Linked DNA regions of Gossypium hirsutum: all the other regions are linked to region 2. Evidence: chromatin contacts called from public Hi-C data. All regions are on one chromosome and are shown on one strand. Each heading gives the region's core, a stretch centred on a gene start, on an enhancer-like site or on the middle of the called end of the contact. The rest is flanking DNA. Distances are from core to core; before and after follow the strand shown. Region 1 holds the start of LOC107959405 (protein PHLOEM PROTEIN 2-LIKE A10-like). Region 2 holds the start of LOC107899164 (DEAD-box ATP-dependent RNA helicase 16). Region 3 has its middle 11 kb from the start of LOC121210269.

What was found. Hi-C and Micro-C count contacts between places; a contact is called where the count stands out from the background.
Region 1: a contact with region 2 is called in a Hi-C map of leaf, with 1.7 times the contacts expected there. The contact joins the promoter of LOC107959405 here to the promoter of LOC107899164 in region 2. A contact is called at or near these places in 2 of 34 Hi-C or Micro-C datasets (callus and leaf).
Region 3: a Hi-C map of leaf shows a contact between it and region 2, with 2.2 times the contacts expected there. The contact joins the enhancer-like site here to the promoter of LOC107899164 in region 2. A contact is called at or near these places in 2 of 34 Hi-C or Micro-C datasets (both in leaf).

Annotation. Positions count from the first base shown.
Region 1 is chrA11:61,226,604-61,229,303 of Gossypium_hirsutum_v2.1, forward strand. It overlaps LOC107959405 (protein PHLOEM PROTEIN 2-LIKE A10-like), which reads right to left and starts at 1,401. Exons shown (of 1, transcript XM_016895466.1): 1 at 856-1,401. The coding sequence starts at 1,401. The coding sequence ends at 856.
Region 2 is chrA11:60,891,574-60,894,273 of Gossypium_hirsutum_v2.1, forward strand. LOC107899164 (DEAD-box ATP-dependent RNA helicase 16) reads right to left here and starts at 1,308. Exons shown (of 15, transcript XM_016824795.2): 1 at 1-1,308.
Region 3 is chrA11:61,164,243-61,166,942 of Gossypium_hirsutum_v2.1, forward strand. No RefSeq gene overlaps it. Among protein-coding and RNA genes, the nearest start is that of LOC121210269, 11 kb to the right of the region's middle. Within about 2 kb of position 1,364, at least 2 of the 9 cell types and tissues checked have an H3K27ac peak or open chromatin away from gene starts, as enhancers often do. A contact at or near this core is called in leaf, where this site is marked.

The DNA.
Region 1 (2,700 bases), core at 151-2,650, 340 kb after region 2:
CTCACGCAAAAGAAACAATGGCCATTCTTTGACTCAACCTGGAACCCAAAAAAAAAAGGTCATCTCCCCTTAAATTAATCCAAGTTGCACTAAGTGTTGAGTGTGCATCCAATATGAATATGTGCATGATGCAAATAAGCAACTAAAGTCAACCGGAAATACATGTAAGAGAAAATTTCAAAAAGAAAAAAACGAACAAAAGACGGTTTGCATTTATACCAGTTAGTACTGTTCCGCTGGCAACATTCAATGAAATGTAGCAAATTTGCAGTCGACGTATGGCATGGATTAAAATGCTTCTTTCTGGTTGCAGAAGTAAATGTGAGCCATTAAAGGCACTTCATTAGCACTAGAGTAGTAGAGTTGTAGGCCATAGCAGAAGCACCACGTTGAAGCTTACTATACAATTGTTGCAGATTAGGCATGAGCTAAACAACTATTACTCTTATTCGAGAATGAAAACTAAATTGAATCGACTCCATAGGCTTAAAATACTTGTAAATACAAAGATTTTATAAATGCCAAATATATACAAGTAATGAAGCTAAAGATTAATTATTACAAATTCCAACATGCATTTTATTCATGAAAGCAACTTAACATAGAGCGAAGAAATGAACACATGGAGGCGTTGGTGAAAACTATAGGATGACATGACTTTGTGAAACAACTTGTGCTAGCACCAAGATCCAAACACCACCAAGAATGTGCAAGCACAGAGACAGACATATGGTGGCAAAAACTGAAGACTTTGCACTAACATATCTCACTATCTCAAGACCACCTTCAACGATAGCTTCTTGAGCAACCTTGACACATTTTTTCATGTCTTGACATACCATCTCCAACAAAACTTCAAGGAATGCTAACTATTTCGAATGCAATCCTTCCACTCATATCAACAACAAATTTCTCATTTCTTGGCTCTGATAAAGTTGATGACACTTTTCTAACCCACCCATCATCATCATCATCATCATTGACATCATCAGGTGAGTCCTTTGAACTATTAGAATTTGTCAAAACTTGATGAGATATTTTGACAAGAGCCTCCATTGCACCATTAGAAGTAGTGATCAACAAGTTCCTCAGTTGTGTTGCATGGTCGGGGTTAGTCAACCCTGCAAAGAGCTCATCAAAAGTGTTGACATCTTTAGTCATTTCAAGATAAACGCCCACCATAGAGTTAACAAAAACTTGAATACAATCACCAATCAGCTCCCTAAACTCATCACCACACACCAAATTCAGCCAGCACGGAGTCAATTTTGAGTTCGAATCTCCTTTAGATTGCAGTTCTTTACATGCTGCCATGACCAAATTCCTAGCAAAGCTTTCAACAACAGCGGAAGCAAAACCAGCACCAGCTTCAGTAAAAAGCTTATCCATAACTTGATCCATTGAACGAGATTTGGCATTTAAGGTATCACCACTTCTTGCCTCCGATTGATAACCACGTAAAATTCCCACAGTCAGGCCTTGTGTAACCCTTGCTATGGACTGTGAAAATTCATTGGACTTGGTGATTTTCGAAACTTGTTTCAAAGTATTAGGAATTTGGTCTAATTTTGATAGGAGAAAACCATTCAAATCATTAGAAACAACTCTTATTATTTTAGCACAATCAGAGATGGCTTAAGTAATGGAAACCAAAGCTCCTAAAAGCTTTAAAACTCTGTTTCTCTTTTGAGTTATAGCAGGAAAGTGATAAACTCTATAGAAACCATAACTGGTTAAACCAAAAATCGCCATTAAAGCAACCCATTTCTTCTTCTTTTGGGAAAAATCCAAACCCTTTAAAGCCAATTACAGCTCCATAAGTTGCTAAGACAAAACTCTTCGAAAAAAGCCAAGAAAACTCACCTCAAACTCAAATGAAGTCTCCCTCTTCCTTCAAATGAAGTCTTCTAACCCACATATATAAAAGAAAATAAGCAAAGTTTTTTTTTTTCAATCTAAGGTAAATGGTTATTACAAGTACAAAGAACATGAAAAGGAAGAGATAAAAACAGAAACAAGATCAAACTTAAACTATATTGTAGAATGCAAAGACGTCAAAGCAGTTGCAGAATAATAGAGCAGTCTGTCGCAGGGATAATATTTGATTTGCATATAATATTTATTTATGCAAAAAAAAAAAAGGAAAGAGAGGAATGATAAGCAAATTCAAGCATTCATTATTAGGTTTTTGAAGTTCTTAAGTTTCAACGACCACCAGAAAATTTACAACACGTTTGGTTGGCATGAATAGCCAAACTATTCCTGGATGATTCGGTGATAAGCAGCTATTCATTAGTTTGGTTCACTGAATCCTCCATTCGACAGAATTTCATTCATCTCCCATTCCGCCTCTTCCCGTAATAGCCATTCCCCACCTGATTTAAAGAATAGCAATACAGAGCCTCCACCGAATAAGAAAAAAAACATAACCTCCCATTCTTGCCCTTTACCACTCTCCCTCAGCAAACACCTCAAGCCACCACACCCCAACCCTGTCTCCTAGTTCTCGTTTAGTTATTCTCATCCCACGACCATCATCGACAGAGATCTCGACATTATAAAAAGCATCCCCAAAGTTGAGACGAGTAAGGTTATTATTTCCCTCAATCTCACCTCCATTGTGAGAATTTCATCTCTTTACTTCTCTGCTTGTATTTCACTAGAAAGGGGTTGTGAAAAAAATGAGTTTTCGAAAAAAAA
Region 2 (2,700 bases), core at 58-2,557:
CCTCCTCTTTGTTAAACTGATCGACATTGGAACTGAAAAAGATCCCTGACTTGTCGAAGTTGACTTCTTGGCCAGAACAGTTGGCATAAACCTCTAAAATATCTTTGATAACCATTGCTTCATTGACAGACGCATTCCAAAAGTAAGGCTATCATCTGTAAAAAATAAATGGGTGATTCATGGTGCTTGCCTACTAACCCGAAAGCCATTAAGAACTCCCCTTGTAGTAGCCATTCTAAGAAAAGTCGACAAGCCTTCACCACATATAAGGAATAAATAAGGACTAATAGGGTCCCCTTAGTGAATGCCTCGAGACGGGAAATATGAATCCCCCACCTCCCCATTCATAACCACAAAATACGAGACCGATGTCACACAAATTTTAACTTTCTCAATCCACCTATCCGAAAACCCATCCTTCGAAGCATAACATGCATAAAATTCCATTTAATCCGATTATAAGTTTTACTCGTATCAAGTTTTAAAACAAATGACCCCTTTCTCCCTATTTGTTTTCTCTTCATAGAATGTAAAGTTTCATATGCAGCTATGATATTATCCGTAATGAGTCTTCACGGGACAAAAGCACTTTGTGCTTCATCAATATACAAATGGAGAATCTTTTGAAACCTATTCACCAGCATCTTTGAAATAATTTTATATAAAATATTACAAAGACTAGTAGGTCTAAATTGAGTCATGCACCAAGGAGAACTGACATTGGGAATTAAAACAAGTCTTATGTTGTTAATTTCATCCATATTATGCAAACCCTACAACGTCTCAATAAAGAAATCAACCACATCTTTGCCCATGATATGCCAAAACCTTTGGTAGAAAATCACCCCTATCCCATCTTCGCTAAAAGCTTTTAGCAGGCTCATGGCTTTAAAATCCGAACACACCTCTTCATATGTAAAATTCTTCTCAAGGTCCACGTTCATCTGCTGAGAAATACATGGCTTCAACACCTTCCAAAATTAAGCTTGGACCTCCAACACTTTTCGCTATAAAAAGAGAAGTAGAATAATCAGTGGACGGCCGTAATAAAGCAGCATAGCTCGCATGGGTATTACCCTCGCCATCCACTAACTCTTTCACATTATTCCTCCTATGTCGATTCGTTGCCGATTGGTGGAAAAAATGGGTATTCCTATCCCTATTTTTCAGCCAATTCACTCTATCTCTCTGTTCCTAATAAAGCTCCTCCCTATCTGCCTCCATATTAACCTACAGCTTGGTCTCTACAATTTCCACCAAAATCTCATCCGTAGGGACTTCTTCATTTAGTTGAAGCAACTATTTTTCCAACTATTTTTTCGTGATAGACTTCTTTTTTTTAATTCCTCTGAACCATTCCTCAAGGCCCATACCCATAGCCTTTATCTTATTTGAAACAGTCCTCACACTCTCAGCCCAAATTCTTCACATCCCCAATTTACTCAAGTCCTCCAGCAACCACGGAGCTTCAAATCTAAACTGCCACTGCTTCGAATGTTGATTCCTAAAATTTGAATTAAACAACAGAGGGCAACGGTCTAAAAATGCATGAGACAGATGACTTAATTTAAAATTAGAAAATAAATCCCATCAAGGATGATTTGCAATACCTCTATCAAGGCATTCCCGAATATTATTAATTCTTGTGCATCATTTTTTCCAAGTAAACCACTGACCATTGAAACCAATATCAGTGAGAGAACAGTCATTCATAACTTCCCAAAATCTACACATTTGTCTTTCTCTCCTTGGTCGCCCCCCTTTCTTCTCAAATGAATATACAATTTCATTGAAATCTCCAATAACAACCCAAAGAATCTGTGGGGAATCATTCAAAGTACGTAGCAAATTCTAAGATGTTTCTCGCAAATTTTCCTCTGGTGCTCCGTAAAACCCCGTACATTTCTAAGTTTTCCCCTTTGAGTCCTCATCAATCATAACATCAATGTGCCTACTTGAAAAAGAGTGAAGGAGATTTTGCAATCATTATTCCAGCCTAACGATAAACCCCCACTTCTACCATTTAAATCGACATCAATTCCATTAAAAAAGCCGCACTTATGTCTGACCTTCTCCATCTAATAACCTTGAAGTTTTGTCTCAATTAAAAGCACCACCGTGGGACTTATATCTCTCAGCCTATGCCGGAGACGATTGACAGTTCGGGGCCTCCCCAAGCCTCGAACATTCTAGATTAGGAGCTTCATTGCTCCCGGCTGGCCTGTTTAGTAAGGCCTGCCGATCTTGACTTATTGTGTACTTGCAAAGAAGTAACAAGAGTTTCATTCGAATCAGAATCAGAAACTCATGAAAAAATATGGTGAATTCAGGGTCTTTTGAGTCCATCACTGTGCATTATTGGACTATTAACTTCTTCATAGGCTACCATCTCCTCATCAAACTCGTCATTGCTTTGGATCATAGCCCCAAGTTTTATTGGGCCTATATTAACAATAGCCTTTCCTTTGTCTTTCACAGAAGCAGAAATAGAATCTTTTTGACTAATCCCCCAATTAACGCCTTTAATTATTAGATTTGATGTTAGAATCTCCACTTTCCTTCTTTCCCCTATTGATCTTGTGTTACCAAAATTAGAAAAATTGTCTCCTTCGTCTTCCACAAGCCATTTACTCTTTCATGACTGGTTCTTCCTTGATTGAGCGCGTAAAGGAATATCCCACTTAAAAACCTGTTCTGACT
Region 3 (2,700 bases), core at 114-2,613, 270 kb after region 2:
GATAATTTGGTTATATATGGGATTTATTTTACACAAAAATTAATGTTTTTGGTAAATTTTAAACATAATAAAATAAATTACTATTCAATGCTGTCCTTTTTTTCTTCCTACTTATGCACCTATAAATAGTATTTGTGTGTAGTCAATAAACACATTACAGAAGAGTAAATTAGATTCATGGTATTTTAATCCTAATTTACTTACTCACATTTTTTATTCAATCTTATATATACTTTTTTTTTATCAAAGAAGATAAATTTGCAACATATAACCTTTTACAGTTGCATTATTCTCATTAGCTTTGATTTCCTATGTTTAAATTATGTATTTTTCAACCTTTGATTTTTTTTAATACCAGTCTCCAGTTATTAGATTATTGAATTTATATTTATAAACAGATCATGAAAAGGAAATTAGTTAATTACTGAATACAATAACTTTTTTATTCATCCTACAAATTATTTTTAATTCATTAGATGAGCTTCTAGTGAAAAAATAATAATAATAAAACATGCTGATTGTGTCTTAATTTGATTGTTATGAACATTATTACCAATACAGGAGAACATGAGTTAGAGTGCACTGAAATACATTATCCTCCTATTTATGGGTTGGGAAGAAACTATAGATAATTTTAGGTATTGTGTAAAAAAAGAACAGATAAAATCATATAACAAAGGGAATTCTTATTTGTACAGATGATAATTCTAGATTGCATATTTGAAATTATCCACTTAATTTCCACATATAACATTTTTTTTAATTTATTGATAGTGGAAATTAAAAATTATTAATACTTGAAATTACACAATTACCCATTAATTGTACTTGTTTCTTTTTCTTTTTTACAAATCACATGTATTACATACAATTATTTTCAATAATGAGGTCAACATTCATTAATAAAATTAAGTTAAAAAGGCAATTACCATCATAATGCAAAACTTCGACCCATACCCTCAAAATTACTAGCAATCAATTTAAAATGGGAACTACTTTGTTTTTTTTACATATATAATATCATTAAAAAGTTTAATATTTTTCATATTCTAATGACTTGTCTACCTATAAGTGTTGGCAAGGAAATTGAAAATTGGTGAGAGGCTTTATTTGGGGCTCTTCTAACACCACGCATAAACCTGCTTTGGTTAGTTGTGACAAATGTTGTATGGAGCTTGGTGATGGAGGGCTAGGTTTGCGAAAAATTGCTGTTCAAAATAAAGCCTTTTTACTAAATTGGTTTTTAGTATTATTGCAAATGTTTATACTATGTGGGTTCGGGTCCTCCGAAATAAATATGGTGTTCTTGGTCGAAGGCCTTTGAATATCGCTCTAGCGAATGGTCCCCTTCTTTGGAGGGCTTTGTCGAATATCTGGAAGGAGCTGATTGATGGTGTGTACTAGTCCCTTGGTAGTGGGTGGACCGTGAGCTTTTGGTATTACCCTTGGATCCCGGCTTTAAATCCCCTTTGTAACTATGTCTCTTCTAGTACTTTGAATCTCACGGATGTGATGGTACGAGTCATGGTTACGGAAGATGGTCATTGGTTGTGGGGAGAGTTTGCGAATGTTCTTCCTAGGTAAGTTGTCTTGAAGATAGCTGCTATAAAACCGCCATCAGATGATGATGGTTATGATCGACTAGCCTGGAGGTGGACAGTTGGTGGCAAGTTTTCTAAAGATAAGGCGTATGACCACATTGTGAGTCCCAGCTGGTGCCCAAGAGATGATAAGTGGAAGCTAATTTGGAAAAGGGAAACTCCTTAAGAGGGTTAAGCAATTTGTATGGTTACTTGCGAATAATCGACTTCCCACAAACGAAGGTAGATGTAAGCGAGTTATGTTAGATGATAGTTGTTGTCTGGTGTTCGGGCAGGTTGTGGAGTCGAATATACATGCTATTAGAGACTGTTGGATCGCGAAAACAGTTTGGAGAAGTCTCATCTCTCCCCCCATCTTCACACTTGGTTCTTCTCCCATTCTCTTGAATGTTGGTTGGTAAGTACTCTGTGTAACCACGGTGCTATCAATACTCAGGTTAGTAATTCGGAGATCTTATTTCCAGTGGTCTGTTGGAGAATCTGAAAAAATAGGAATGATTTTGTTTTTGGAAATGCTTGTACGAACACTAAAGATGTACTGATAGAGAGTTTAGCTTGGTCTAAACATATTATGCATGCCAATATGCAAAAGGAGGCTGCTCTTTTGTCTTTACAACGACAACTATCCTGGTGCAGGCAGGAGGTGGGGTGGATCAAGTTAAACGTGGATGCTTCTTTTCTTGAATCGGATGGCAAAACGGCCGCTGGGGGATTAATTTGAGATTGTAATGGAAGGTGGATAAGGGGTAACTGTCGACAGCTTAGTATTTGTACCATTCTTCGGGCTGAAGCGTGGGGACTTGTGGATGGTTTAGAACTAGCTTGTAATATGGGGTTTAGACGAGTGGAAGCCGAAAGTGATAACTTGATGCTCATTAGTTTAATTCATAAACGACCGAATGGGGAAGATGAGGCACTGGTGAGGCGCATTAGGACACTCCAAACTAGATCTTGGATAGTCACCTTCAAGTATGTTAATCGTGAAGCTAACAGGGCAGCGGATGCTTTGGCAAAGATGAAACTGTATGCGACCCCAGGGCTTAGTATTTTCATTGATGTGCCGGACGTCATCGAGGAACAACTCATTGAGGATAGGCGT